Linked DNA regions of Mus musculus: all the other regions are linked to region 3. Evidence: chromatin contacts called from public HiChIP or PLAC-seq, Micro-C and promoter capture Hi-C data. All regions are on one chromosome and are shown on one strand. The core of a region is the stretch at or near the end of the contact, and the rest is flanking DNA. Distances in the headings are between cores, read along the strand shown.

Evidence for each region. Promoter capture Hi-C pulls out the DNA fragments that hold promoters and counts their contacts. Hi-C and Micro-C count contacts between places; a contact is called where the count stands out from the background. HiChIP or PLAC-seq counts read pairs in DNA pulled down with a chosen protein or histone mark.
Region 1: an H3K4me3 HiChIP or PLAC-seq map of embryonic stem cells shows a contact between it and region 3, with 13 read pairs. The contact joins the promoter of Trmt61a here to the promoter of Cdc42bpb in region 3. A contact is called at or near these places in 2 of 484 Hi-C or Micro-C datasets (both in embryonic stem cells) and 3 of 115 datasets of contacts at active chromatin or transcription factors (embryonic stem cells and pancreatic cancer cells).
Region 2: an H3K4me3 HiChIP or PLAC-seq map of bone marrow-derived macrophages shows a contact between it and region 3, with 2.6 times the contacts expected there. The contact joins the enhancer-like site here to the promoter of Cdc42bpb in region 3. A contact is called at or near these places in 2 of 39 promoter capture datasets (cranial neural crest and embryonic stem cells), 1 of 484 Hi-C or Micro-C datasets (embryonic fibroblasts), 5 of 115 datasets of contacts at active chromatin or transcription factors (astrocytes, bone marrow-derived macrophages, embryonic stem cells and 2 more) and 1 of 9 other capture datasets (adipose tissue).
Region 4: a contact with region 3 is called in a promoter capture Hi-C map of hippocampal neurons, with 2.1 times the contacts expected there. The contact joins the enhancer-like site here to the promoter of Cdc42bpb in region 3. A contact is called at or near these places in 2 of 39 promoter capture datasets (cranial neural crest and hippocampal neurons), 1 of 484 Hi-C or Micro-C datasets (cochlea) and 2 of 115 datasets of contacts at active chromatin or transcription factors (extraembryonic endoderm stem cells and microglia).
Region 5: a contact with region 3 is called in a promoter capture Hi-C map of hippocampal neurons, with 4 times the contacts expected there. The contact joins the enhancer-like site here to the promoter of Cdc42bpb in region 3. A contact is called at or near these places in 4 of 39 promoter capture datasets (3T3-L1-derived adipocytes, cranial neural crest, hippocampal neurons and 1 more), 4 of 484 Hi-C or Micro-C datasets (cochlea, forebrain, liver and 1 more) and 6 of 115 datasets of contacts at active chromatin or transcription factors (astrocytes, bone marrow-derived macrophages, embryonic forebrain and 3 more).
Region 6: a Micro-C map of embryonic stem cells shows a contact between it and region 3, with 2.4 times the contacts expected there. The contact joins the promoter of Klc1 here to the promoter of Cdc42bpb in region 3. A contact is called at or near these places in 1 of 484 Hi-C or Micro-C datasets (embryonic stem cells) and 1 of 115 datasets of contacts at active chromatin or transcription factors (pancreatic cancer cells).

The regions. Positions count from the first base shown.
Region 1 is chr12:111,676,102-111,679,601 of GRCm38.p6, forward strand. Trmt61a (tRNA methyltransferase 61A) reads left to right here and starts at 2,004. Exons shown (of 4, transcript NM_001099793.1): 1 at 2,004-2,060; 2 at 2,502-2,861. The coding sequence starts at 2,531.
Region 2 is chr12:110,955,842-110,958,850 of GRCm38.p6, forward strand. The region is part of intron 17 of Tecpr2 (tectonin beta-propeller repeat containing 2); the gene reads left to right. Among named protein-coding and RNA genes, the nearest start is that of Ankrd9, 22 kb to the right of the region's middle. Within about 2 kb of position 1,395, at least 9 of the 459 cell types and tissues checked have an H3K27ac peak or open chromatin away from gene starts, as enhancers often do. A contact at or near this core is called in bone marrow-derived macrophages, where this site is marked.
Region 3 is chr12:111,375,965-111,378,990 of GRCm38.p6, forward strand. It overlaps Cdc42bpb (CDC42 binding protein kinase beta), which reads right to left and starts at 1,754. Exons shown (of 37, transcript NM_183016.2): 1 at 1,133-1,754. The coding sequence starts at 1,307.
Region 4 is chr12:111,062,964-111,066,261 of GRCm38.p6, forward strand. All of the region lies in intron 2 of Rcor1 (REST corepressor 1), which reads left to right. Among named protein-coding and RNA genes, the nearest start is that of Rcor1, 25 kb to the left of the region's middle. Within about 2 kb of position 1,483, at least 9 of the 459 cell types and tissues checked have an H3K27ac peak or open chromatin away from gene starts, as enhancers often do. A contact at or near this core is called in hippocampal neurons, where this site is marked.
Region 5 is chr12:111,087,579-111,090,913 of GRCm38.p6, forward strand. All of the region lies in intron 3 of Rcor1 (REST corepressor 1), which reads left to right. Among named protein-coding and RNA genes, the nearest start is that of Rcor1, 50 kb to the left of the region's middle. Within about 2 kb of position 1,748, at least 107 of the 459 cell types and tissues checked have an H3K27ac peak or open chromatin away from gene starts, as enhancers often do. A contact at or near this core is called in astrocytes, bone marrow-derived macrophages, cochlea and 4 more, where this site is marked.
Region 6 is chr12:111,757,378-111,760,647 of GRCm38.p6, forward strand. It overlaps Klc1 (kinesin light chain 1), which reads left to right and starts at 1,472. Exons shown (of 16, transcript NM_001025360.2): 1 at 1,472-1,665.

The DNA of each region.
Region 1 (3,500 bases), core at 754-3,253, 300 kb after region 3:
CTCCCTTGCTCATGGAGGGCAAAGGGGAAGTTGACAGGGGTCAGAAGAGAGGTGAGGGCTGCAGACAGTGCAGCAGGAGGCTGTGCCAGTCAAAGGGGGACTCTTGGCAACTTAGGCCCTGCCAGAGGTGCAGGTGGAGCAGCCTCCCCCAAAGACATCTTCAGCTTCTTTTCCTCTGGGGCTGGCTGCCCCTGTTCTTGCCCAAGAGCGCTATCAGTTCTCTGACTCTAGGCTTTGAACTGGAATCCCTCAGGCCAGGGTGGAGCACACCTTTAAGCACAGTATTTGTTAGGCAGAGCAGGCAGATCTCTTGGGTCTGAGACCAGCCTGATCTACATAGTGAGTTCCAGGCAGCCAAGGCTATATAGGGAGGCTGTCTGAAAGACAAAATATAGCCCTGCATGAACCATGTTGTCGGTATGATGTTACACAAATTAGCTTTCTGTTCCCCATCTGTAAAGTGGTCATAAAATTGTAAGGAAGAGGATTCAATGACATGAGAGTGAACTGGCCACATGAAGCATCTGTTCTTATTAGAACTCAGTGCATAAACTGCGCTGGGAAATCTCCCCACCCTCACCTCACCAGCTAGGGTCTTAAGCTGCTGGTTCTGCTTGAAGACTCCAGGCTGAGGCTGGGCATAACAGATGACTAGTTCTGAGAAGATGGACTGTAGAAGAGGTACACAGGAAGAACTGAGAAGCCAGCAGTGGGCAAGTGGAACCAAGCCCCCCCCCCCCCCCCCGTTGAACTCATAGGTTGGGTGGGGATGTAATCAGGCCTGGTCTCCATGCCACCGAGAAGCTGAGGAAGAGGAACCTCCCAGGAGAAGTGAAAAGTCTAACTCTCCAGAGGGGCAATTAGGATGTGTATTGGGCTGTGCACCACCAAGGGAATGAAGTACCCTGTTAGAACAGGGGTTGTGGGGGCAGGGAGGATGGGATAAGGAGTTTCTGAAGGGAAGTCCTGGAAAGGGGAAAACATTTGAAATGTAAATAAATTATTCAATAAAGACGAAAAAAAGAAAGAAAAGGGTTGTGGGGCTGTGGATATGGCTGGGATGTCTCAGCTGAAGACATGGGCGACCAAGAAAAACCCTCACTGTCTGTCCTTCCAGGGCTATCATACTAAGGTCAATCAGGGCAGAAATTTGAGGAGGTCTGAAGTCAGGCACCTGAGTTTCTAGGGCAAGGACATCACAGGTTGGCCTAGCCTGGCCCCAGAGGATCCCTATAGGCTGGCGGGATTCTAGAAAAGGCAGGCTGGGTCAAAGTCTCTTCATGGAGAGTGCAGCCTTAAGCTGGTCACTGCTGCTGGTTCTGCATAGCTAACGTTTCCTTCTCTTCTTTTCTACCAGCTGAGGTGTGCAGGAAGGCTCTCCACTCTCTCTGCCCCATGCCTGCCTACTCCCCTCTCCACTGCACACCCGGAGGAAGAATCTTCCTTCACTTCATAGGCTCTCAAGATGCCAGGGATCCTGGAAAGGGACGCTTTGTGCCCTCCCCCTCAGGCAGGACCTGGCCTAGGGCCACTTTTGCAGAATACTCCAGACTAACTCTACTCCTTTTACTCGGCCCAGCCCTAGCCAAAGTCTTTGAGCTAACCCTCATCCCTTTGCCTGCGTTTCCACTTTATGGCATTTATTCTGGAGCCCAGACAGGGTGTTTCAGAGCTGTTTGCAATGACAAAAATGTCCTGGTGGGCCATAGTAGGGAGGTCCTGGGGTTACATAGTTGTCAAAGTGCTCTTTAGGGTCATGCGTATCCCGCGGGCAGACACTTCGTGCACCGGGCAGCCCTAAAAGGCCGCGCGCGGACAGGCCGCGGGCGAGCAGGGGACTTTTATTTCGCACAGCGCTCGGATCTCTTAGGCAACGTGCAAGCCTGCACAGAAGAACACAGCCGAAGAGACGCCAGCCAGAAAAGGTCCTCTGGGAGCACGCAAAGGACAGCGCGGCGACTCCCAGAGAGCCCTGCGTTGGTTTGACGTCATCAAAAAGCACCGGAAGTGCTACGGCCGCCGTGGAGCCACGTGTGGAGCCGGGAGCCGGTTTATGCTGCGTGAGTTTCCGAGCTGGGAGCGGCGCTCCGGGCTTGCTGGCAGGTCCCGTGCTGTTCGGCGGGAGGCCAGCCTTCCCTGCCGTCGGGAGCCCTCCGTGGAGACTCTGGGCAAGGGGCTACGGGGATTCCGGGCTCGGAGGTGGCTTCTCTCCCCTGCTGTGCACGCTATCAGAGGCTGCCGCCTTCACACTAGGGGATTCTGGTTCTTCATGTGTGGGAATCCTTGGGCTCCTGTCGCTGTGCACTCTCTTGTGTACTCCGAGAATAGAGACCTCCAGAAGGGCTCCATATGTTAGGCTAGAGTGCAGCTCTGTTGGGTTGGCTAAGCAAGTCCGCTAACCCTGCTCAGAACCCAGGCCCCACAGACCTCTCTGTCCAGACCACAGATCTTCATCCTGCCTCCTGGTCCTCTGACCTCACGTCCACACACCACTTCTCCAGGTCCCTGACCCTTGGCAAACGTTAACACCATGAGTTTCGTGGCATACGAGGAGCTGATCAAGGAAGGCGACACAGCCATCCTGTCACTGGGGCACGGCTCGATGGTAGCAGTGCGTGTGCAGCGTGGGGCACAGACCCAGACCCGGCATGGCGTCCTGAGGCACTCGGTGGACCTCATTGGCCGCCCATTTGGCTCCAAGGTGATTTGCAGCAGAGGCGGCTGGGTGTATGTGCTGCACCCCACTCCTGAGCTCTGGACAGTGAACCTGCCCCACCGCACGCAGATCCTCTACTCCACCGACATTGCCTTGATCACCATGATGCTGGAGCTGCGTCCCGGTTCTGTGGTCTGTGAATCAGGTGAGCTCCTCTGGTATGAGCTCAGATAAGACGGTTTGCAGCCGATCCTTCCTGCAGTTGTGCGCTGAACTACTTGGTTCTTCTAGCTTTTATTTAGCAACTCCGCTTGCAAGGGAGGGTGTGGCTGCAGGGAGTGAAGCCAGAAGCAGTACTAGCTGCTGTCATCGAAATGGCAGCTGATGGGAGCTAACCTGGGTTGGAGAAGAAAGAGGAGGAGGTGCCCTATGAGGTCGGAGCTGGGATTGCTTGATGCTGGCCAAGGTGCTGACTGCTTTTTTTCTAGGCCAGCTGCCCCTTCCTGGAGGGAGGCTGGATACTCCAGAGCTCATTGCAGAGAGAAGTCTGTCCCACACTTACAGCCAGGCCCTTCCCTAGTTCCATCGAAGATTAGCACTGTCACTGATACGAGGCCAGGTGGTAGCTAGAAGGGTCTGAGCTAGCTGTCTCTCACATGCCCACCCTTAGGTACTGAGGCCACTGGATGCAGCAATCTAGGCATACACCTCTGCCAAGAATGACCCCGGGGATCAGATGGCTAGATCCTTGGTGGTGTGTTTCTTGTGGGCTAAGAGGCTGAGGTCCAGAGTCACAAGAGTTCCCATTCTCCCGGTTGTTGCTGGCTTTCTATTCTTTCCCTCT
Region 2 (3,009 bases), core at 145-2,644, 420 kb before region 3:
CCAGGACAGCCAGGGCTACACGGAGAAACCCTGTCTGGAAAAACAACAACAAAAAACAAACAAACAAAAACTTGTGGGAGGCCATGACACCTCTAGGGTTATTTGCTCAGGCTCTGCTCATCTGTGTTCTGTAGCTCTGTTGGGAAAGATGTAAAGTTATCTTGTTTAGAGAGAACGGGGCAGGAAGACATCCTTATGGAGGCGGGAAAGAATCTAGAGTAATTTAAACAGAATGAATCCTAACGCTGCCCTGCACTTCCTCTGCATGTAGTAGCTTACCGAGCACAGGACGGCCATGTCAGGAGTTCCTGACAGGAACTCTCAGCACTTGCACGTGCTTGGCCTGGATGCTGGCTGTCAGCTGTACTGTTGAAGTCCCTGGCACCTGCCTGTGGGTGGCCTCCTCCACTCACTGTCAACACAGCCCTTCTCGTCTTTCTTTTACTGATGACTTTATATTATTTAAGAGTATTCAGCCAGGCCTGATAGTACAGCCTTGTAACCTTCGCTGCTTAGGAGGCTGAGGCAGGAGGATCTCAAATTCAAGGATTGCCTTGGTACAGAGTGAGACCAGGGTCACTGTGGGCAACTTGAGAGTAAGATCCAGTCTCCCTAGGTGTGCTAATGTTGGCACTTGGGGAAGTAGAAATAAAAGGAGTTGACAGTCATCCTCGGCTAATATGTAGTGAGTTCAAGGCCAGCCTGGGATAAGTGGGGCCTTGTATCAAGAAACCAAAAAGAAAAAAGAAATGGTTGGTGTGCTAGTGCACGCTTTACTCCCAGCCTTCATGAGGCAGAGGCAGGCGGACCACCAGTGACCAGGCTACCCTAGTCTACATGTCTGGAAGACAACCAGGCCTACATAAACCTGCCTACATAGCATAAAACTTACCTTCTCTAGTGTACTCTATGTGATACTGCAGGTTGTTTTTAGTGTGTTCACAAAGTTGTGCCTCACCACTATGCGATCCTGGAACACTTTCATCATCTCAAGAGCAGATCCTACCAATTAGACTCCTTTGCCCTCAGAAACCTCAAACCCAAAAGCCTATGGCTGCCCTGATCACTTCCTACTTTCTTTGTCTATACATTGCCTATCAATGGAATCCTCCCAAGGATCTGCCATCATCAGACTTCGTCCTTTGGGTGTTATATGCTCAGAGTTCGTCAGTGTCTTAGCACACCTCAGTTCTTGGGCTTTTATGACATAATAACTCCATCAGTGGAGACCACCGTTCAGTCATGCCTCAGCTGATGGATATTTGGCTTGCTTCTGCTTTCTAGCTGCTGTGAAGGCTCCCATCCACATTTGCCTACAAATCTTAGGGAGACGCTTCCTTCCGTTCTGCAGGGTGATCCTGCAGAATAGTTTGCTCTCTGAGAAACAGGAACTTCCTGTTTTCTGCAATGAGTCTTTCATTTGCCTTCTGCCAGCAGAATCTGAGAGTTTCAGTTTCTCTACATACTGGCCTCTCAATTTTGTTTTTTCTAAATTTTTCTATTTTTAGTCCATGTCAAATGGTGTTTGTTTGTTTGTTTGTTTGTTTGTTTGTGATGGGTCTCACTGGCTGGTCTGGCACTCTGTATGCAAACCAGGCTTGCCCTGAACTCGCACCAACAGGAAAACAGGCATGTGCAACCATACCTGCCCCTTCCCTCCTTTGGTCCCTGGGATATTTTGTCACAGCACCAAAACAAGTCCAGTGAACACAACTTCTCCTGTACTTACTTTCTTTCTTTCTTTCTTTCTTTCTTTCTTTCTTTCTTTCTTTCTTTCTTTCTTTCTCCTTGAGACAGAGTTTCTCTGTATAGCCCTGGCTGTCCTGGAACTCACTCTGTAGATAAGGTTGGCCTCGAACTCAGAAATTCGCCTTCCTCTGCCTCCCAAGTGCTGGGATTAAAGGCGTGCGCCACCACTGCCCAGCTCTCCTGCGCTTTGATTCCTGTGGTAGATGCTATGCTGTGGTGATACATAACCCTGTGTGTTGTGTATACTGTCAGGTTTGCTTTTCTGGTGCTATTGAGGAGTTTACCATCACATTCCCGAGGAACATTCATCTTTGCCTTCCTGTTCTGTAGGTAACTGGAGGTATAACTTAGTAGTAGAGCTTTTGCCAGCTATGCAGCAAGCCCTGCACTCAGTCCCCGTCACTGCTTTAAAGAAAGACATTGTTGAAATACTTCTCTTCTGTTTTGAAAGAGCTTATGGAGGATTGGTGTTATGGAGTTTTTAAGCATTTGTCAGAATTTATCAAGGTAATAATATTAGCCTGGGCTTGTGTGTGTGTGTGTGTGTGTGTGTGTGTGTTAGTTAGGAAAGAGTCATACTATGTAGCCCTAACTGGCATACTGTGTAGACCAAGCTGGCCTCAAACTCAAAGATTTACCTGCCTCTGCCTTTGGAATTCAACTTGCCTTTTTAAGTTTTGGTTTTTTTTTTTTATGTTTATGTGTCTATGTGGGTATCTACCATGTATGTGCCCAAAGAGGTCTAAAGGAGGCGTTAGATCTCCCAGTGCTCCAGTTACTGGTGGTTGTGAGCTGCCCAGTATGGTTATTGAAGTTCCAACTCAGGTTCTGAGCATGTCTTTATGAGAGTTGTCGTTGTCGTTGTTGTTATAGTTGTTCAATTTTTATTTTCTTTATCTATTTTGTATTATTACTATTGTGAGTGTATAGTGGATATGTGCGTGCTGTGGTGAGCTCAGTGGACATGTGCAAATCAGAGACGGCTTTCAGCTGGTGGTCTCCTGCTGTTGTGGGCTCCAGCTGAGGAGTGCAGGTCATCAGGTTTGTGCAGAGCGCAGTTACCTGCCGAGCCTTCTCTCCAGTCACGTTGTGACTGACCCAGGCTCTTACCTACTCTGTCTATTCTAGTCTTGACTCAGATTGAGCAGTTTCTGGTTTTTAGTAATTTGTTCATCTGTGTCATCTAACTTATTGGCATCCAGTTTCCATATGGTATTCTTATATATGGTATTCTCTTCCTTTTATTTCTGTATGATTGTA
Region 3 (3,026 bases), core at 504-3,003:
TCAGTCCTCTGTGTGACCAAGAGCAGAGAGAGGCCCCTCACAACAAAGCCCCCACACCTCCCCTAGCTGCTCTCAAGCAGCTGCAGCAACATCTCACGGAATAGCAACCAGGCAGAAGCCCTCTAAAACTGAGGGACAATGAAGTTCTACACACAGCTCTAGATTTCGGTTAGAGGAGGAGGCCTGCATGTGGAACACATTTGTTTCCTCCTGTAAATATCAACCTTATCTGTCCGGAAGATTAGAAATGACTGGTTCAAACTGCACAGTCTTAGCCCAATGACGAAAGCAACCAAGGACAAGATTTACAGAGCTGGACCTGAACCTAAATCACACTTCCTCCTCCTTAGTCCTTGTGAGGGAACTGAGGGTCTTAAGGGGAAATTACTGTCCGGGTTGGTTGAAACCTTACACTGTAGCCTGTCTTGAGAACTGTCAATGAATGACTTAATCAAGCATTCGTCCTAATAAAGCACAATAGATCATCCGATCTATGATTACTGCATTAGATCCCTAGATGAACCGAATACCCAAGATCAGATGTATAAGTTTTTAAGTGACAGTTCTAGCTGTCACACACACCCCGAAATATCACCAGTCTGACACGGTTACAATTAGGGAGTCGGGGGTTGGGGGTGTTGGGGGAGGGTTCTTGTATTTTATATAAAACCTTTAACAGTTAAAAACTGCTCGGACGTGCTAAAAGAAAGGGATATTCAAGCCGTGGACATCAAGGGGAGGTGGACAGGCTGTCACCTGGGTGGAGTCCTAGGGGCTGGGCTGTGGAACGAAGCCTTCGGAAGGCCCACCGAGCAGGGGCGGGTGGTGAGGAGGTGCAAAAGGCACAGAGGCTGCCCTCCCACCCGGTAGAGTCTAGGGCTAGGAGGGGTAGCTCCAGGCTCGACTCTGGACCCCAAAGGCTAGTCCGGGGCGGGGGCAGGGCGGATATCCCAGGGAGCGCTGCAGGAAATGATATCCAGACTGGGAGGGTGGGTCTAGGAAGCGGCCAGGGCGATGGCCGGGAGTGGGGGGAGTGCAAACGGAGGATGTGGCTCCGGAGCGCAGAACCAGGGAGGCCCGGCGCGGGTGCGAGCAGTGAGAGGCGCAGGGGGGCGAGCGGCACCTTACTCACCCCACTCGAGGAACTCCGCCACATACTTGTCGCGGCGCAGCGCCGAGTGGCTGCACTCGGTGTAAAGGCACACCAGCACGTCCAGCAGCGTCTCCACGCTCAGGGCGCTATCGTTGCGCCACGGCCCGTCCAGGAGCAGCTGCTCCAGCTTCTTGAGCCGCACCTTGGCCGACATGGTGCCGCGCGGCCCGCTCCCCACGCGCCGGCCTCTCTCCGTCCGTGCGCCCCGGCGTCAGAGCCAGCACTCCCCGGCCCGGCGGCCGCGCACCCCGGCGTCCAGTAGCCGCACAGTCCTTGTCGTCGCAGCCCGGCCTAGGCCGACATCTTGGGCTCCGTCCCGGCGGCACCGAGTCTGGGGCACCGGGCCCCGCGGGTCCATGGGCCGGTCTCCTCCCCTAGGCGCCGCCCGCACGCCGTCCCCGCCCTCGGCGCCTGGCCGCGCCCTCGCGCGCGCCGTCACCGACCCGGACCGCGGCGGAGCCCAGCACCGCGTACACCCGGCCGGCGCCCGAGCCCCGACCTCAGCCCGGCCAGCCGCCCAGCCCGCGACCTGCAAGCCAACCAGGGCGCGGCCAGCGCGGCGCAGCCAACCACCGCGGGGCCGATCGCCGCCGCGCTGACCTCAGCGCGACGCCCCGCCCTCGGCCCGCGGCGATCCTCCGCTCTTTGGGCCTCGCGGTTCGCCGTAGGGACGGTGTGGGGCGGGGTACCCAGTGCGAAACCGAGATTGCGGGTGGCGCACGCGCACAGGAGCGCGGGCGGGGCGCCCAGCCGCGCTGTGTGCGCCCTGGGTCCCATAGTTCGGCTCTGTTCCCGATCCTCGGGACCGACCCTCGTGGCCTAGCGAGGCAGCTGTCCGGCGCGACCCCCGGGTCATTACTGCTGGGTTTCGGTTGAGCTCGTCTGAGCTGTGAACCGACAGTGCTCTGGGTCCCAGTGCGCACGGGAGACGCGGGCGGGGCACCTGCCGGGAGGCTCCGGGGTCCGCTGGACGCGCGCTCCCCACTGGGCACGCGCCGCTGGGGATGCGCAGTGCCCTGTCTCATCGGTTCAGAGTCTACCCCGTGACTGATTATTAGGGTGTCGACCTGGTGGGGAGTAGACTGTTGTCTCCAGGCGAGTCGCCGCTTTCACTCAGTTGGACGGCTCAGAAGGTTGATGTAAAACATCCCTTATGACATCCCCAACCTCCGCAGAGGAGGAGCCCTTTGTGGACCCCAAGGTTGCTTCAAAAGAATGGGGGCTTGTGGTGCAGCAGAGGCGGGGCAGGTGGGGTTTGGAAGCCGGAAGCTGAGAGGAGCCTGAGGCAAAGCGCAGGGTGGAAAGCCGAATGGCGACTCCAGCAGGAAGCGACTGAAGAGTCCCTGCCTGCTGGGAATGATGTATGACTTGGTTGGGGTTACGAAGCACACACATAAGCCTCCAAACTGCCCTCAAAATTCACGCGCGTCAGTATGTGTGTGTATCTAACTTAGTTTTTAAGACGCAGGCAAAATAGCCCGGTATTGTAGGTTGGATAGAGCGAACCCTTGTCAGATCTTTATTATTGTGAAGGAATCTATACACATATAAAGTATATTCACGAGTTACTGCATGTGTGTGATGCCCAGTTGTTTAAACTTAAAAATTAAAGCCCAAGAGAATCATCCTACCCAAAACTAAAGTCTGAGCAGCCAACTGCATTTTTTTTTCCTTGACAGCCCTCTTGCTTTTTCTTTGTCCCGTAAGCTTGCCCACGAGAGTGTCTTCTTTGGCTGGCCCTGTCACACTTCCAGCCACTCCCAACGGACAACTCTGAGTCCCTTCTCTGATTGCATGCTGCTGGACTATTTAATCCCTCCAAATTAGGACTTTGCCCTTGCACCCCGGTACCAGTCTGAGGTGCCCAACCCAA
Region 4 (3,298 bases), core at 233-2,732, 310 kb before region 3:
CATCCTTGTCATTTAGACTTTGAACTCTCAACCCTCTGATCTCAAAAGTCTCAGCCTCTCATAGTGAATTCTGAGCCATATCTAGTTCTTGTTTGTTTGTCTGTCAGGAGAAAGGGTTTTTATTTTTTTATTTTATGGAAGTACATTGTCACTGTCTTCAGACACACCAGAAAGGGCGTCAGATCCCATTATAGATGGTTGTGAACCACCATGTGGTTGCTGGGAATTGAACTCAGGACCTCTGGAAGAGCAGCCAGTGCTCTTAACCACTGAGCCATCTCTCCAGCCCAGAAAGGTTATTTTTTCAAACAGATTTTGCTCACCAATAATTCCTTTATGTGATTAGTATTTTTACAGCTTATAGAAAAGTTATCTAAGATGTTATCTAAGGTGGTGGTGCATGCCTTTAATCCCAGCACTTGGGACACAGAGGCAGAGGTAGTGGATTTCTGAGTTCGAGGCCAGCCTGGTCTACAGGTGAGTTTCAGGACAGCCAGGGCTACACAGGAAAACCCTGTCTCGAAAAACCAAAAAAAAAAAAAAAAAAAAAAAAAAAAAAAGAAAAGAAGTTATCTTGCCCATGTGTGGAGAGCAGCACACAGCCTGCATTAAGAGGCAGATGCAGGAGAATTAGATGCTTGAGGCTGGGTGGGCCACACAGGATCCTATCAAATTAAAAAAAAATTTTCAACAATGTAAAATCCCCCTGTTCATTTGTTTTCTATGGCTGCTTTGGCAGAACTTTGGGGTTTTTTTTTTTGGTATTTTGGTTTTTGTTTTTTTAGAGTTCTAATCTTTTTGTTTTTGTTTTTTGAAACAGGGAACTCTATAGACCAGGCTGGCCTCAAACTCAGAAATCTACCTGCCTCTGCCTCTTGAGTCTTGGGTTCTTTTAGTTAATTAATTAATTAAGTAAGTAAGTAAATTAACCACTTGGCTAGTTCTCTTAATTTTAAGCACCAGAAATAAATATTTAAGCTTACAGTTGTCTTTTCCAAAATTTGGATTGTACACTTCTATTTCCTTAACTGTCAGTACTTAAAAAAAAGAGGAGTTTACAAAGCCAATAAGACCATTTAGCTTTCTTCCAGATTACAGATTTACAATGTAAAGCAGTTTCTACCTTGTTTTCAAGTTATTTTGACAAATTTGCTAGGTCATAAATACCAAGAAATCTGTGACCAGTTCTGGGAGTGGAACACAAGTAGAGAGTCTGAGGTCAGTGTCAGTGCAGGCAGAGATGTCGCTGCTGAAGCTGGGCTGTGGCAGGGTTAAGAAGGAGATCACAATGGAAGGGTTTTTGGAATTTGTGGGTTCTGATGGGAGCACAGTGGACAGTATTTTTACCTTTGGAGCGTTGCTTTCTACCCAAGCTGATTTATGATTCTCTTGGGATTCTTTTCCTGATTCATACAGCTGCCCCAGCTCTGTTCATGACTGTTTCCATGGGAACAGAAGTAGGATAACATACGTTTATAACCTGTTGCTAGGCAGATGTAGCTTGCAATATATTAAAATGTTCTCATTAAAAAGCATTTGAAAGTCTGGGGTATGGTAGAGAGCTTGCCTAGCATACAGCGTTTGGGTTTTGTCCTTAGTACTGCAGAAAAATAAGTGAGTGAGTGGATGGATGGATGGATGGGTGGGTGGGTGGGTGGATGGATGGATGGATGGATGGATGGATGGATGTGTGGGTGGATGGATGGATGGGTGGATGGATGGATGGATGGATGGATGTGTGGATGGATGGATGGATGTGTGGATGGATGGATGGATGGATGGATGGATGGATGGATGGATGGATGGATGGATGGATGGATGGATGGATGGATGGATGGATGGATGGATGGATGGATGGATGGATGGATGGATGGATGGATGGATGGATGGATGGATGGATGGATGGATGGATGGATGGATGGATGGATGGATGGATGGATGGATGGATGGATGGGTGGGTGGATGGATGGATGGGTGGATGGGTGGTAGAAGAGGCAAAGTGTTTGGTATTTGCCTTTAGTAGGGGAGGTAAGCAGGGTAGTTTAAAATTACAACTCCAAGATTATGAACTCTTCTGTGGTAAAATAGCTAGTCTTGTTTAGGCTCTAGTCTTACTTGCAGTAATTGATTAAATGTTTGAAATGGAAGGGGAATAATTGAAATAATTTTCTGAAAGCCTATCCCCTTAGATATTAAGTTGTGGTGTGTGTAGATTTAATGTGACAGTTGCCATGACCCAGTGTGTACATAGGATCTCAAAGTGGTCTTTCCCAGTTCTCCCGTCTTAGATGTGAGTGACTAGTCCGGAGGCCTGTGGATGTTAAGATACCTGTTTCTTTATTTGGTTAAATCTGTTGAATTATAATTTTTGAGTGGGTAATAATACTATTGATGGAGAGATGACTTGATTTCAGAAAGCATACATAGCGTGGATTGTGGTTACTGGGAACTGAACCTAGGTCCTCTGCAAGATCAAGTGCTCTTACCCACTGAGCCATCTCTGCTGCTCCAGTAACTACTGGTTTTTATTTGGTGCCCACATTACTCCAAATGTGACCCTTGAAGATAACGTCCTTTTCAGAAGTTATGCTGAACTTCAGGTTTTGCATGCGTCATTGCTTGTTAGTGTATTTATCTTATGTTTTCCTATGCATTCCTGATATCAGTTATTTCTGTAAGGAGCAGTCGTTTCTTTTATAGTGGAGATGAGTTACTAGAGAAACCAAGATCTGCTGAGTGTGGTGGCGCATGCCTTTAAACCCAGCACTCGGGAGGCAGAGGCAGGTGGATATCTGAGTTCGAGGCCAGCCTGGTCTACAGAGTGAGTTCCAGGGCAGCCAGGGCTACAAAGAGAAACCCTGTCTCGAAAAACTAAAAAAAAAAAAAAGAAAAAAGAAAAAAAAAGAAATCAAGATCTGAGCATCAGATAGGAACATATGCTGTCAGGGTGTTGATGGTCTATCTCTCTCTTAGGGCAGAGCCTGTAAGGAGTATGTGCACACGTCCAGTCATCTCACACACTTAGAAGCTGGGAGTCCCCACCATGCTGCTGTCTTGATTCAGAGCCTTAGTGTTTATGAACTGCCTTCTCTGTTTATTTGTAGCACCTGCCTCTGCTTCTCTCTTTACATTAAAAATAAAAAGATCTATCTGTGTGCATTGAGTGCAGTGCCTGCAGAGGTCAGGGGTCAGATCCCTGGGAGCTGTAAGCCAGCTGGGTGGGTGCTGGGAATTGAACTCGGAGCCTCAAGATGAGCAGTGTGTTCTCCTAGCCACTGAGCCATCTCTTGCCCACTTC
Region 5 (3,335 bases), core at 498-2,997, 290 kb before region 3:
GTTTCTCAGGACTGAGAAAAGAAACATAAAAGGGATTGTGTTCAGTAGGAGAGCACTTGCCTGTCATGGATGGAAGGAACTTCAGGTGTGATTTCTAGCACTGCAAAAAAGAAATGTTGTGACAGAGTTGATTTGATAATTGTTTACACGTGTGTATCTTAAATGTTTTCCTAATACTCTATGAAGGACTGACGAAGAGTCTCATCCTTGTTCTGTAGTCGAGCAAAGGAGTTCAGCTAGCAGTTTCTCAGGAGAAGCCAAGGCTGCTTTCTTTCCATTCTGCTCAAGAATAGAGAGATGACGCACTGTCTTAGTCTATGCCGCCCTCTACCCCACCCTCCCTATTAAAGCCAGGCAGATCTTGAGTCTTTGAATTATTTCGTGCACAGCCAAGTACACACAGTTAATAAGGTTGCTGTGAGTGTTCAGCTCCCTGCTTAGGGACAGGTCTGGAAGAGTTGAAGGGATGTGTGTGTGTCTGACTATTTTGAGACAGGGTCTCACCATGTAGCTCTGGCTGGTCCGGAATTCACAGTGACGTCCAAACTGGCCGCATAGAGACTCACCTGCCTCCTGAGGGCTGAGGGTAAAGGTGTGCCTGGTCTGCTCACTCTTACACTGATATGCAAATGTGAGTTCTGGAAAAGAGGACAGAATTATCCAGTTACAGAGAAGTACACTTAAGACCTGAAGAGAACTTAGCCTCCTGCGCTGTGCGCTGGGATGGAGCAGTCATCTCTTGTCTCTCCATGGTGGTCTTCACTGGTGGCTGGGGAATGGGCACGCACGCAGTGGGAATAGTAACAAACAGCATAGTTATCTTGTTTCTGACTTGCCTTCTCTTGTTCCTTCAAGATAGTCAGGGTTCAGATGTTGGCTGTAGTAATGTCTTTGTCCACCAGGTGGCAGAACTGTTGTACGTAAATGTTCCTTTTGCTTCTATGTGAGTCTTAGGGATAACTTCTTTCATAATAATAAAAGGAAATGCCATGGTCTTTTTTTTTTTATCATACTCCATTGTTCTGGGGATTGAACCCAGAACCTTGTGCACACCAGGCATAACGCTCTACTGAGCAGCATCTCCAATCTTGTTATTACATTCTTTAGAAATGTTTGGCAGTCTCAATTTTAAGCCATGACAGAAATTACTGTAGTGTTTCCTTTGCAGTACCTAGTGCCACTGCAAACCGTTATAGTCTTTTTCTAAGCTCCATTAAGACCATAAGCTTTGTCCTCAGCCTGCCTTATGGTCTGAGCCTCCTACTCTGTAACCGACTCAGGATGACAGTTTCTGAATCTGCAGTGTCTGGGGGAGGGAAGGGTGAATTGGTTACCATAGCAGCTTTCATCTGTTCTTTCTTTTGCAATTGAATTTGAAACTCTTGCTACTCTAAGGACTTTGTTTCATTGGGTTAAAAATATTAACATAGAAACAAAGCGCAAGCCAAGGCATATTTTGTTACTTGCCTTTGGCCTCTATCACATTCCTTTGATCATGCTGTATTTTACTCTGTTCAAGCTACACCAAATAGTGAGTGAGTACTGCAACCCTAAAAAGCCATGGATTAATACAGTCTCTGTTTTATGATCACAGTGGTGCAGATCTGTCACCATCAGAGTTAATATCAGGTGGTTCTCCAGGCCTGTTTGGATATAATTGTCAAGTAAACAGCCCTGCACTGCGCCATGGTGGTGATGTCAGCGCAGACGGAGTCTGCCCAGTGCTGAGTCTGAGGCTTCTGACCTGCAGGCGGGTGTCAGTGGGAGTAGTCAGTCAGCGACAGGCCTCTCCTCTCCCAAGCGTGGGCAGGATGCCCTGGGGACAGAGCCACTGTGCTGCTGCTTAAGCTGTGTGACCTCTGTGGACCTCCTGCCTTGGTCCCCAAGAGGTTCTGCACAGGACCCCTCAGCCCCTTACAGAGACAGACACGGACTCTCCCCTGGAGAGATCCTCAGGGGACTTGTGTTTCTCCTGAGCCATTTCATTTCCTTTAAGCTCCTGTAAGCTTTTGTTCTTATGAGAGCAGAGTTGATTTTCTTAGGCGGAAAGTTTATTTTCATGGAAGGGCTTTTAACCATGAGGGAGTTTTTAGCTAATGCATATCTCCCATTTCATCGCTTGTACCAAATGCTGTCCTGTGCAAAGTAGGGTGGGGGGTAGGTGTCCACCTCTCTCAGAAAATCAGAGAAGTGAGGACCAGGTAGTGTAGCAGAGAGGCCTACCAAAATTAGTATTTGTGTAACTAACTCCGAAGAACATTTCAAGAAAAGCAAGAAGAGTGGATGCCCGTGGCTGATGTTCCCAGTTAGGCGACCGAGCTCTGCTGGGGACAGTGGACACTCAGTGTTCAAAACAAATTACAGTTGGGGTCTCTGGGTTTAAGACGAGCCTGGCCTACATACATAGCAAGTTCTAGGACATCCAGGGCTACGTAGAGAGACACTGTCACAAACAAATAGATGAAAAAGGAAAGGAAAGGAAAGGAAAGGAAAGGAAAGGAAAGGAAAGGAAAGGCAAGGCAAGGCAAGGCTAGGTTGGTGGACATGAGAGCGGAGCAACTCTGTCTTCATGGTAGCTGGCATTGGCTGGTTTGGGAAACTTGGCTGCTCTCTAGGCACACTACCTTGAACAACTGCACTTTAGTTTTAATTATTTAAATTTTGGGTGTGTATATTCACACTGTTGCAGGTGTAGAGGTCAGAGGGAAGCTTGCTGCATTGACCCTCTCCTTGTTCCAGGGTTCATGTGTGTGTGAGGACTGGCAATGAGTGCTTCTTTTTACCTCAAAGCCACCTTGCCAGACCACATTTTAATTTTTTAAAGCCCAGTCCTTTGGGTCACAGTCTTGAAGGTAAATCCAAAATGATAGTAACCGAAATTTTTATTAAATAGTAGAAACCTATAAGTTGCTATAGCGAAGCACTAAAAGCATTGCCACAAGTTCAAGGTCAGTCTTGACTTTTTTTGCGCAGTAAATAGAGGCAGAGCTTGGATTGGATCCTGACCCTTCATGAACATAGCTGGCCTGTGCTGTCTCTACTTTTGGGGGCAGATACCACCATCATTGACTTAGCAAACTGTCTTACCTTTGTTGTTTTTCTGTCTCTGTCTTCAGACACAGCAGAAGAGGGCATCAGACCCCATTACAGATGGTTGTGAGCCACCATGTGGTTGCTGGGAATTGAACTCGGGACCTGGAAGAGCTGACTCTTAACCTCTGAGCCTTCTCTCCAGCCCTTTTGATGAGTTATTTTTTTAGATTTATTTATTTTACTTTATGTGTATAAATGTTTGTCCACCTAAGTGTATTTGTGCCCTTTGGACCCTTAGAACT
Region 6 (3,270 bases), core at 222-2,721, 380 kb after region 3:
CAGTCTAGGCAGGGGGATGTTGAACTGGGTGTGGCAGAGAAAACTAAAGGACAGGTGAGGGCAGCTAGGGACAGGGTAAAGTGACCTTAGTACAACTAGGTCCTGTGGCCTTTGTAGACCAAGCTAAGGAGTTTTATGCTCATGCTGAGAGTGATGTATGTCTGCAGCAGGGTTGATTAGCTTGGTCTTTCCTCCTCCCCAACACAGCAGGGGTGCTCCTGTCTCAAGATTTAATGGAGTGTTCTACGCTGGTTCCGTGGTCCTGTTCTTTCCTGTGTGTGTCAGCACAATTTTCTGACCTTGGAGTTTGGGTCATGTGCCACTCCCTCACCACTCTGCCTGCAATTTTACTGTTTTCAACAAGTCAGATTCTGTTTGAGCTTGTTTTTTCTCATTGGAATGGGAGCTGGCCAGCAGACACCATCTGCCACTTTATGTACCTGGGTCTTCCTGTGAGAACCTTGGGAACTTAGTGGATATCAGTTGAAGGGGCAAAAGAACGAGATGATAAAGCTTGAACAAAGCAATGGCAGGGACAGATGAAACAAAAAAGCCCTTTGCTTGCTGAAGAAGTGTGTGCATATACAGGACTCGGAGGGGCAGTGATTGACCCATGGGAAAGAAATGGGCTCCCGCTTAGCCTACTCTTTTCTTTCCAACACCACCTGGGCAGGGGCCGTCATATGCTTTGTTCAGATGTATGGCAGTGGCTGAAGAGCCGGCGACACCCAACATCCAAGCAGCAGTTTGTGTGCTGGGGCAAGTGAAGCCTGCAGTAAAGACTGAACCCACAGCCTCTCCTTAGGCCAACATGGGCTGCTGCGCTCCCCACGGGAGCTGCCCCTTTATTGGCCAGCCTTTGAATTTTCTAGGAGGTCAAAGTAACTGGATCTGCTTGTTAAGATCAAAAGCACCTGCCTCCCTGATGTTGGTAGGTATAAGTGCAGGGTGGAGGACCGCAGCAGGTTCTGGGCAATACCATCAGAAGAGGGAAGCGTTTCCCAAGGTGGGGAGGCTGTGGGCATTCGCAACCCCTCCCCGTTAGTAATACAACCGCGCCATTCTGGAAACGTCTAAAGGCACCTGGAGGGTTCCCAAGCCGGTGGCAGGCAAGCTCGGCCTTGCCACTGACTCAGCGTCCCCTCCAACCCGCTGCTGAGTCAGGCCTGCAGTTGGGGTGCCAGGCGGCTGTGCGAGGCTCAGGAGCAACCTGAGCTGGCAAGCCTGCCCTTTGGGCCAGGCTGGAGGTCGAGCGAGAGCTGCGGCCAGGAGCGAGCCGCAGAGGGTGGGTCCTGGCCGCCTGGCGATCTTCCCGTCCTCCACGGGTGGAGGCGCGGCGAGGGAAGCCTCCCGGTCTGAGGCCACCACACACAGATTAGAGAGGCTCCTGGAGAGCTCCGGGCTGCGGACCCCAGCCTCAGTTTCCCCTGAGCCCCGCCCGGCGGCGCGAGGGCGGGTGACGTCACGGCGCACAGCATTGTGGGGCGGGCGCGGCGCCGGCGACGCCATTTTCGGCGGCGGAGGGTGGCGCGAGGCTGCGGAGCGCGGGTCAGGGTGAGGATGCTGCGGGGCGGCTGCGGAGGCGCCGCTTGCTGCTGAGGCGGCTGGGCTCTGCGCGGCCTCGGCCTGTGACAGCGCGACGAGCGCGACTCTCCCGATCGGACGGTGAGTGCGCGGCCTGGTCCCCGCCCCGCCCCGGGCTCCGCGCGGCTGGTGCGCAGTGCTCCAGACGCGGCCGCGACCCCTTCCCGCCTGCATCCTCCGGGCTGAGGCTTCTGGACCTTTCCGTCCACCGCCGCATCTGCACCCGGCCCTTCCAGGCTGCGATTTTGCTCCTCCGCCCGAACCCAGTCCCCTCCCTGGCCTTTCCATCCCTGTCTGCACCCTGGGGTTCCCTCTCCTCTCCGCTCCGTCCGCGCCCCTCCGTGCTCCGGTCTCTTGTCACCTCTGCCTGCGCGCCAGTAGTCTGCGGTCCTTGTCCTCTCTCAGCCTGTGCACATCCAGCAGGGGTTTCTGTCCTTTCTCCGCCTGCGCCTTTCTAGGCTCGGGTCTCTTGTCACCTCTCTGCGCTCCTCCAATCTGCGGTCCTTGTCCCTGTCTACCTGCGCCCCTGCTTTGGGTCCCTTCCCTGTCACTGGCTGCGCCCCTCCTGGCTGGGGTCTTTGTCGTCATCTCTCTGCCTGTACATCCAGGCTGAGGCTCTTCTCCCTTCCCTTCCTGTTCTGGTTCGGGTCCTGTCCTATCTCTGCCTGTCCCTCTCTGAGTTGAGGTCCTTGTCCCTTCTTCGTCCGTGACCCTCTAGGTTTGGGGCTCAGCTCTCTCTGCCTGCACTCTAGACTTCTGTTCCTGCCCCTTCTCTTCCACTCCCCTCCTGTGTCCCTCAGGCTTCTGTCCCATCTGTGTTCAGGGCCCCGCCCTGACTCGGGCCTCGGGGCGGGGGCGGCCTTCCAATGGCAGCTGTGGGCTTAAGGGACCCAAAGCCTGTCTGCTGAGGTCCTGAAGAGGTGGTGGTGGTGGTAGTGTGTGTGTTGGGGGTCAGCCGACTGGCTTTGTCTCAGGCCTCCCCGCCCTTCTAGCCCCCACCTCTCCCCGGCACCGCCCTGGGTGGCGTGCTGTCATGCTGTGGTCCATGGCCAGTGGCCAGCCAGTCTCTTTCTTTCAGTGGCCGGGTGTGGAATCTCCCTGTGACCTGAATGTGCCCGGCCTGGAGTGCTTTTCCTTGTTACATGTGGAGCCCCCTTCCCGTAAAAAAAAATTAAGGTGTTAATAAAGTAATATTAATATGTGACCGAGTGGATGGCATTATAATGAAGTTTGCAGGCCGTTTCCAGCTGTGTTGTGTTGGAATTGCTACTACCTGCTACTGTTATGTTATTGGTGATCTGGTGTACTTGCAAAAATGATGTCTTTAAAAAGCATGAGAACAAGAAATTTATATACCATTTAAACTGCTATGTTTTTGATTCTTTGCATTACTTAAATTCCAAGGCTCTTTATACGGTATGACAAAGCCTTAGGTCAGAATTAGCCTGGAATGCTTTGTAATAGGACAGTGAAACCCCATTAGGAAACTCGATCAACCTTGAGTCTCCTAAGCATGCCATAGTTAGGGATCTTCTACATGGAGGCCTATAGGCCTCAGTTGTGGTAGGAAATTTGACTTACTGTTCTTTGCAGTAAGTATTTGTAAGAATGCAATGATTCTATTTAAAATTCCACAGTGTGCGGTATGTGGGAGGGCGGGCCCCTTCTAGATCATTAAAGAATGCA